Linked DNA regions of Sus scrofa: region 1 is linked to region 2. Evidence: chromatin contacts called from public HiChIP or PLAC-seq data. All regions are on one chromosome and are shown on one strand. Each heading gives the region's core, a stretch centred on a gene start, on an enhancer-like site or on the middle of the called end of the contact. The rest is flanking DNA. Distances are from core to core; before and after follow the strand shown. Region 1 holds the start of BTG1 (BTG anti-proliferation factor 1). Region 2 overlaps LOC110260822 (a long non-coding RNA gene).

Evidence for each region. HiChIP or PLAC-seq counts read pairs in DNA pulled down with a chosen protein or histone mark.
Region 1: an H3K27ac HiChIP or PLAC-seq map of skeletal muscle shows a contact between it and region 2. The contact joins the promoter of BTG1 here to the enhancer-like site in region 2. A contact is called at or near these places in 2 of 5 promoter capture datasets (fetal skeletal muscle and liver), 5 of 47 Hi-C or Micro-C datasets (embryonic fibroblasts, heart right ventricle, psoas muscle and 2 more) and 2 of 2 datasets of contacts at active chromatin or transcription factors (alveolar macrophages and skeletal muscle).

What each region holds. Positions count from the first base shown.
Region 1 is chr5:90,812,686-90,816,620 of Sscrofa11.1, forward strand. It overlaps BTG1 (BTG anti-proliferation factor 1), which reads left to right and starts at 2,509. Exons shown (of 2, transcript NM_001099936.1): 1 at 2,509-2,974. The coding sequence starts at 2,827. All of the region lies in intron 3 of LOC106510428 (a long non-coding RNA gene), which reads left to right.
Region 2 is chr5:90,559,928-90,563,811 of Sscrofa11.1, forward strand. LOC110260822 (a long non-coding RNA gene) reads right to left here. Exons shown (of 6, transcript XR_002344333.1): 3 at 1,823-2,215. The region is part of intron 1 of LOC110260823 (a long non-coding RNA gene); the gene reads left to right. Among named protein-coding and RNA genes, the nearest start is that of PLEKHG7, 250 kb to the left of the region's middle. Within about 2 kb of position 2,079, at least 3 of the 83 cell types and tissues checked have an H3K27ac peak or open chromatin away from gene starts, as enhancers often do. A contact at or near this core is called in fetal skeletal muscle and skeletal muscle, where this site is marked.

The DNA of each region.
Region 1 (3,935 bases), core at 1,259-3,758, 250 kb after region 2:
TAAATAACTTGCCTAAGGACACAGAGCCTAGGGTTGGGTTTGTAAATAGTTGGGAGTACCCTGTAGTTTAGTATATCAATGAGAAGAGAAAGTGCCTTTATAAATTTAAAAACCGTCAAGAAATATGTGCTAGTTTCTTGGATGAGAAGAGCCTTACTACTAAAAGTGTGTAAAAATATTACTAAACCGATGTATGTCCAGATTTGAAAACCATTAGCAATTAATATTGCGCACTATCTCTTGCATTTAGAATCTATATTTATCCTCCCCCCGCCTTTTCCCCTCTAGATCCCCCAAGATAAGAGTAATTTCTTAAATCCACTTGTCTCTTAAAGGAATGATTTCAGGTGTGAAACACACATATATAATAAAAAACAGTGGGAGGAAAAAAGGATATGTGAGTTAAACTTTGTTCACTCTATTCAACTGATTTTAAAAAGATTTCAGAAAGGGTTCAGCTTCTGCATAGAAAGAAGGCTGTTAAAAGTAGTGTACATTTCATAATGTATGCAAATGTCAAATCATCACATAGTACACCTGAAACTAACATGGTTTTGTACATCAAGTATATGTCAATGAAAGAAAAAAAAGCAGTGGAGAAAAATAGGGACTGGGAGACGCGTCTGAGTTTAGATCCTAGTATTTTGTTAACAATTATTTCTGTTTTGTAGATGAGTCAATTTAAGCTCAAAATTATTGGGAGTCCAAGTTGGAGACCAGGCTTGGAGGTCAACAGATTTCTATTCTAGTTCTCAAATGACTGATGATTAAGGAAAGTGAATAGAGCAGATGATTAACGGTGGGTGGGGTTTAGAAGGATATCAGAAAATCTTGTTCTAGGGTTATGGTAATTTTAAGGATTTACTCCTGTTTCCCTATCTCCTTTTTCATTAGTAAAAGAGGTTTCACATCCTTAGTGAAATAATTACCACCACGTTTATTTATAAGCACAGTTCTATGTGAAAAGTTCTAGAAGGAAATATTACCATTATTTTTGATGCTTTTATCCAATGAAAGTACTTTCACAAGTCATGCTTTTAATACTATTTCTTAAAGTATTTATTTCACATATAACTACATAATTATTTTGTGTGAATGAAAAAATAACCTCAAAGTTGTTTCAAGCCCAGTTTTACATATTTCATGTGAACAATAAGATTTTTCCTTCTACTGCTTTATAGCAAATTCTACTTTTGCTTCATTTCTATACCCTTTGGCACAGTATTAAAACAAAACAAAACAAAACCTCAAAGTGGTGTGTTTTGCAATATTGATGACCAGCTAAGCTCAGGATATTTATTTCCATCTGGTAGAGTTCAACTTCTGCCTCTTGTTTGCTTTCTCCATCTGGCCGGCTCACCATCTTTTTTTTCTCCTCCTTAATGGAGTTCTGGTTAACCCTCTCTTAGGCCTAATCGTTTTAGCAAGTTCACGCCTTCCTATTTTTTCCTAGTTCAGCAAGTAGGGCTTAACTAAACAAATATCTGAGCAAATTTTATCTTTATTTTCTTGTTTTTATAAAGAGCAACAGAACTCTAAGGCTCAAACAGTTCAGTGGATTAGGAAAAAAAGGAAACAACCTTCTGTTTTGTGCAAAAAAGATGTAAAATGCATTATATAGGTTTCTTTTCTTTTACTAAACTTGTTATAATTACATTTATATTCAATAGCAGCCTTTCTTATCAGTTTTAAGCTGGTCAGTAAGGTCTCCACTTTTCTCTGACTCCTCAAGTTACTGAAACAGCAACCACAAAAGGCTTACTAACCTTTATTTATTTTGCAATTAAACTTTGACAAAGACATGCCCCAACCCTCCGCAAGGGTGGAAGGGAAACGGCTCCGAGGCGTTGGCTGCATGTTTGTGAGAACTGGGTTCCGAAAGCTGCAGGATGCCCCGCGAGAGCCGGTTCCCTCCACTTTTCCCCGCACTCCCAGCTTCCTCAGCACGGGTACCCGCATCCCGCTGCTCTGTATGCTCTTCCTTCCTGTGGAGCCAGGCACGTAGACTCAGCGTGGTGACGGGTTGTAAACACCGAGTACGCGAGCCGGCAGGTGCCTTGAGGCCAGATCCGTGCCGCAGGCGCGCGTGTAGACAGCCTGAGCGGGGCTGCTTTTATCTGCACAGCTCTGTCTCCTCGAGGCGAGCCCAGGCAGCGAACGCTTGCAGAGGATGCGCTGGCGCAGCTCCAGGAGTTGTTGGAGCAGGAAGGAGGAGTTAGGGCTAGGGGCGGGGCTTTCACACGCGCACCCTCTGTTTCCTCCATCCCGTTTTCCCCCCCGCTGGGCCGCCACTCGGGGGTTTATTTGTTTACAAGCGGATTACGTCAGCTCCTCCCTCTCCTCCCGGTCTCTGGGCACGCCCCCTGGCCCCTTTTCCCGCCCCCTTCGGCTCAGAATCTGCTTGCATCACAATGGTGCGATCTCCGGATTGGCTGGAGTCGTCCGTCACGCTCCAGCTACGCCACTTCCTTTTCTCTGCGCTATAAAAAGTGCCGCACGGCCGCTGCATCTCTTTGCCCGTCTGAGCTGGAAATGCAAGTGTTTGGAGCTTCGGAGGCTGCGGAGCTGGAGGCGGAGGCGGCCGGGGCGGTCCGAGCGATGTGACCAGGCCGCCGTCGCTCGTCTCTTCCTTTCTCCTGCCGCCTCCTGTCTCGAAAATAACTTTTTACTATAAAGAAGGGAGGAGAAAAAAGTAGCCGTCCACCGCTCACGCTCTCTCCCCCTCTCAGCCCACTGACCTGTGAGGGAGCCCGGGGTGGCCGCTCCGCCGTCGGGGCCGCACCGCCGAGCCCCGGCCGCCCCGGGCCGCCCCCGCCTGCCGCCCCCATGCATCCCTTCTACACCCGGGCCGCCACCATGATAGGCGAGATCGCCGCCGCCGTGTCCTTCATCTCCAAGTTTCTCCGCACCAAGGGGCTCACGAGCGAGCGACAGCTGCAGACCTTCAGCCAGAGCCTGCAGGAGCTGCTGGCAGGTGAGCGGGCGGCGGCAGGGCGGGGGGCGCCGAGGGACGCGGTGGCACATCTCTGGGCCGGGCCGTCGGGGACGCGGGAGTCTTGGCGGCACTGTGGGCAGGTCGCGCTCGGTTCCGGCAGCGGGACCGTGACTGGCGCGCCCGGCTGCCGCTAACGGCGGGTCCGGGACAGGGTTTGGGGGTGGGCCAAGGGCGCCCCCTCCCCCCACGGCTGGCAGACCAAGGGGACAGGAAAACAGACGCACAACAAAGAAACTGAAGCCGACCGAGGCGGGAGCCGCCGTCCTCGGACGGTCCGCGCATTTGGGGGACAAAGGAGCCGCCGGGCTAGGGTGGATTCGACGCCCCCTCCCCCCCATCCCGTCTAACCGTTGCGGGCCCGACGGCCGGGCCACGGGATGGGAAGGCGCGCCGCTGCCAGGGAGCCAGCCCGGGCCGGACGTGCAGTCTCTCCGCGCCTCCTACCCCTGTCCATTAATCATCGGATTTGTCACCGGTACAATTACTGCCCTGCCCAGAGCGTGGTTTAGGATGGCTTGTTCCATTCCCTTCGGGGCGAACAGTCCAGTGGCGCTCCTCTTCGAAGCCATAAACCCCATTGTGTGTGCGGCTGGGGTGGGGTGGAGAAAGTAAACAGGTTCCCGCCTGGCCACCGGTGCCACCCCGCTGCCCGGCTGGCGGAGGCTGCCCGCCGGATTGCCGTTTTGGCAACTCAACCGGTTGGTTCCCGGAGATTGTTCTGTACGGTGTACTACTGTTATTTCTCAAACCCTGCCCGCTCATTCCCCATCGCCTTACATGGACAGCCGCGGATTCAATGCTGGGTTTTTTTTTTTGTTTTTTTTTTTAAAGAAAGTTGCTAGTTTGCATTTTCCCTCAACGAAGCCAGCCGAAGAAAGAAACTACAGCGGGAGCCAGCAGTAACGATATCTAAGCGCTGTTTCTGTTTTTTTTCTTCTAT
Region 2 (3,884 bases), core at 829-3,328:
GCCAAATACAGAAAGCTGGGAGTTGTTCTAGATTTTTCTTCCTGTTCAACTCCTGTGTCTTCACCCAACACCAACCCTGTAGATCCCACTTCCTTAACTTGCAGCCACACATCCCATTCCATTTGTGTTGCCTCTGACTTGATGCTGGTTCTTTCGTCTTCACAGCACATTTACTTCAGTAACTTCCTAACTGGGCTTCTCGGTCCAGAACCAGCTCTTAGAAGTCGCCCTCTTCTGTGATGGCTACCTTCCTAACTTAGAGAGCTGATCAGCTTATTTCCTTGCTAAGAATTTGTTACTGCTCTCCAGAGCTTTCAAGTTTATGGTATGATTTTGATTCTTTGGCCCCCATCTCAGTCAAGCCTGATCATCTCACACCTCTCAGCATGTCCTTTCCTCTGTCCATAGCGTGCTTTTTCATGCTTCTGCAATTTCACCCATGATGCTAACACAGCCTAGAAAACTCTCTTCTCCATTATATGCATGGCTAACTCGTATTTATTTTTAAAACTTCAGCTCTATTGGCATCTCTTTCCAAAAGCCTTCCTGATACCTAGTCCTTTAGATGTTGCTCCTCTGGGCTCTGTTAGTGCTCTGAGTATACTGCTGCCGAATTTGTTACTCCTCCTTAATCCTAACCTTAAGGTTTTCCCGTGTGTTCCTAGACACCAGCAGTGCCTGGCTCGTAACCTGGTATCCACTGTACTTCTCTGGATTGGATAAGTCAACACAGTCTATATAGGGGGGACATGCCACAGTGACAATGAAAATCACCCATGTGATTAGCTTGATTGCCGCAAGGGAAGTCCAACCCTAACGACAATACCTGTGAAGGCAGTAGAGTGAAGACTTAAGGAGGCAAAGGGGAACAAATTGAAAAAGTGAGAAACTAGGAGACCAAAAGAAACTTAGGATAAATCTTATAGTGTTCTAGCCAAGGGTTGAAATGTCTGTTAGGTTGCAGGCGCATCCTTAAAGAGCGGGGCAGACTTTATTGGATTTGCAGTGTGTGAGAGGTAAGGAATAGATGGCGTAAAGGCAAGGGTATGTTTGAATGACTTGCGGAAAGTCAGGTTGGCTGCAGCAGAATGATCAAGGGTGCCATGGGCTGAATCCTGTCCCCTCTGATTTCATGTGCTGGAGTCTTAACCCCTGGTATGTGAGAATATGACTGTGTTTGAAGATAGATCCTTTTAAAGAGATGACTATGTTAAAATGAAGGTGTGAGCCCTAATCCTGTCTGACTGGTGTCCTTATTAAAAGAGGATATTTGGACACAGAGAGACACCAGAGGAAAGACCATGTGAGGACACAGTGAAAAGATGGCCACGTTCAAGCTAAGGAGAGACATTTCGGAAGAAACTAAATCCGGTGACACCGTGAGCGTCCATGACTGTGGGAAAATAAGTTTCTGTTGTTTCCATCACCCATTCTGGAGTATTTTGTTACGGCAGCCCTAGCAAACTGGTCTAGAGAGGATGAGTAATGCACAAAGCCGGCAAAATAACAGCAGTTTCGGCGGAGGGAACGGGGGAGAATTATGTTGTCAGGTCATTGTAAAGATTTAGGGTTTTATTCTAGTGAAAGGGGAAGCCAGTGGAGGATTCGGAGCCGGTTAATAGGATGAGCTGGCTTTTACTTTCATGCAGATGGGGAGCTGATAATCAGGAGTCATGCTGATAGGACAGTCAGCGTTGGCCACTGTGTAGGAGAGAAGAGGTAGAAACGCCGAGAGGACCTTGAGATGCTTCCTCCCTTCCATTAAGCAAGTGAAAACACTAAAGAACAAAGGAAGAAAACTGAGGGTTCCAAAGTGACTTACCCAGGGTGACAGAGTAATTGCATACGCTCCCAGGAATAGGAACCAGGCATCCAGGGCTCTTTACTACTTTGTGCTTGGGGAGAGATGCCTTTGGCTTCTCATGGGAAGAACACAGTTGGATCGCCTCATGTTTGGGGGAGGCTGGCTGTGTATCCTTGTGAGCAGTTAACACTTGAGTGAACTGTGGTGTCCACGGAATACTCGGTGACACTTTCAGCTGCCCAGCCATGTCTCTGTGACTCAAGGACGCGCAGCTTAAAAGACTGGCAGGAGCACGTGGAAATTATTCATGGGCTCTCGTCACAGACTGTGTTTCCACAGATGTCCTTCATGGTAGATCATTTCATTGACAGAACAATTTTCAGAGACGAGAACAATGGCGATGGCTGATCTCTGTGAGAATTGATAAAGGTTGATAAAGAATTCGTGTGTTTATACAGATATATGCATTGTATATACACGTGTTGTATATCTAAATTACTGTATATACATGTATACAAGATATACATATACGTATGCACATAATATATACATATGTATACATATACGTATAGTATATTATGTACGTACTGTATCATATATGTATATGTAATAGAAATATCAAATTTGAAGGTAATGAAATAGGCTTAAGAGTATAAATATACTTAATTAAGTATATGCAGTATGTTGCACAGAGATCTGAGTTTAAAACACAATTCTGGCTCTTAACTGACAGTATGAACTTGGAAAAGATATTGACCCTTAACCAGTTTCCTCATCCATAAAATAGAATAATAATCCTGACTGTCATGGGCCATGACCAGGCAAGAAGAGATACTTAAGATAATGCGCTTAAGACTATACCTGGGTCATAGTAAGTGCTCAATTAGGGTAGCTTTTATTTTTATTATTTTTTCCTTCTGATTACTCTGGATTTAATTTCCTCCTCTTTTTCTAGTTTCCTAAGGTGATTTATCTTTCTTCTTTTCTAATGCAAACATTTAATGCTATAAACTTCCGTTTAAGCACTGATTTTATTGAGTTCCACAAATTTTGATATATTATGTTTTAATTTTCATTCAGATCAAAATATTTTCTAATATCTTTTATGATTTTCTCTTTGATGCATGGGTTAATCTCCAAATATTTAGAGAGTTTTGCACAGATATATTTCTGTTATTGAGTTCTAAATTATATTATGATCAGAGAACATACTTTGTATAAAATGAATCCCCTTAAATTTATTGAGAACTGTTTTATAGCTCATAATAGCCTTTCTAATTTTACTGAATGCTTTGAGTGCCCTTCAAAAGAATGCATATTCTGCTGTTGCTCGATGGAGCATTCTGTATATTTAATTAGGTCAAGTTGGTTGACAGTTTCGTTCTAGAATTTAAGGAGTCTATATCCTCACTGATTTACTGTCTACTTTTGCTGTTAGTTACTGAGAGCAGAGTGTCAGAATTTCTAACTATAATTATTGGAACCATAAAAAGTCAGATATTAATAGAGTCAGTCTAGCTTTCCTTCATTTAGGTTTCACATGGCATTCTTTTGCCGTCCTTTTATTTTCAATTCATACAATCTATTTAGGGAGTTCTTGTCGTGGCTCGGTGGAAACAAATCTGACTAGGAACCGTGAGGTTGTGAGTTCGATCCCTGCCCTTGCTCAGTGGGTTAAGGATCCGGTGTTGCTGTGAGCTGTGGTGTAGGTTGCAGACGCGGTTGGGATCCCGCGTTGCCGTAGCTATGGCTTAGGCTGGCGGCTACAGCTCTGATTAGATCCCTAGCCTGGGAACCTCCATATGCTGTGGGTGCGGCCCTAAAAAAGACAAAAAATAAAGTCTATTTAAGCGTATCTTTCAAGCAGCACATTATCTGTCATTTAATTAAAGTGTGTAGGCTTTTTACATTTACTGAGGTCATGGATATTATTAGTTTCAAATCTTCTAGATTGCTGTTTATTATTTATCTATCCTCTCCATTATCTATTCCTCTCCATTTTTTTTGTAACAGGTATTTTTAATCTTTTATTTTCATTATTGTCTTATTAGCTATAACTTTTTTTATTTTTCTAGTGGTT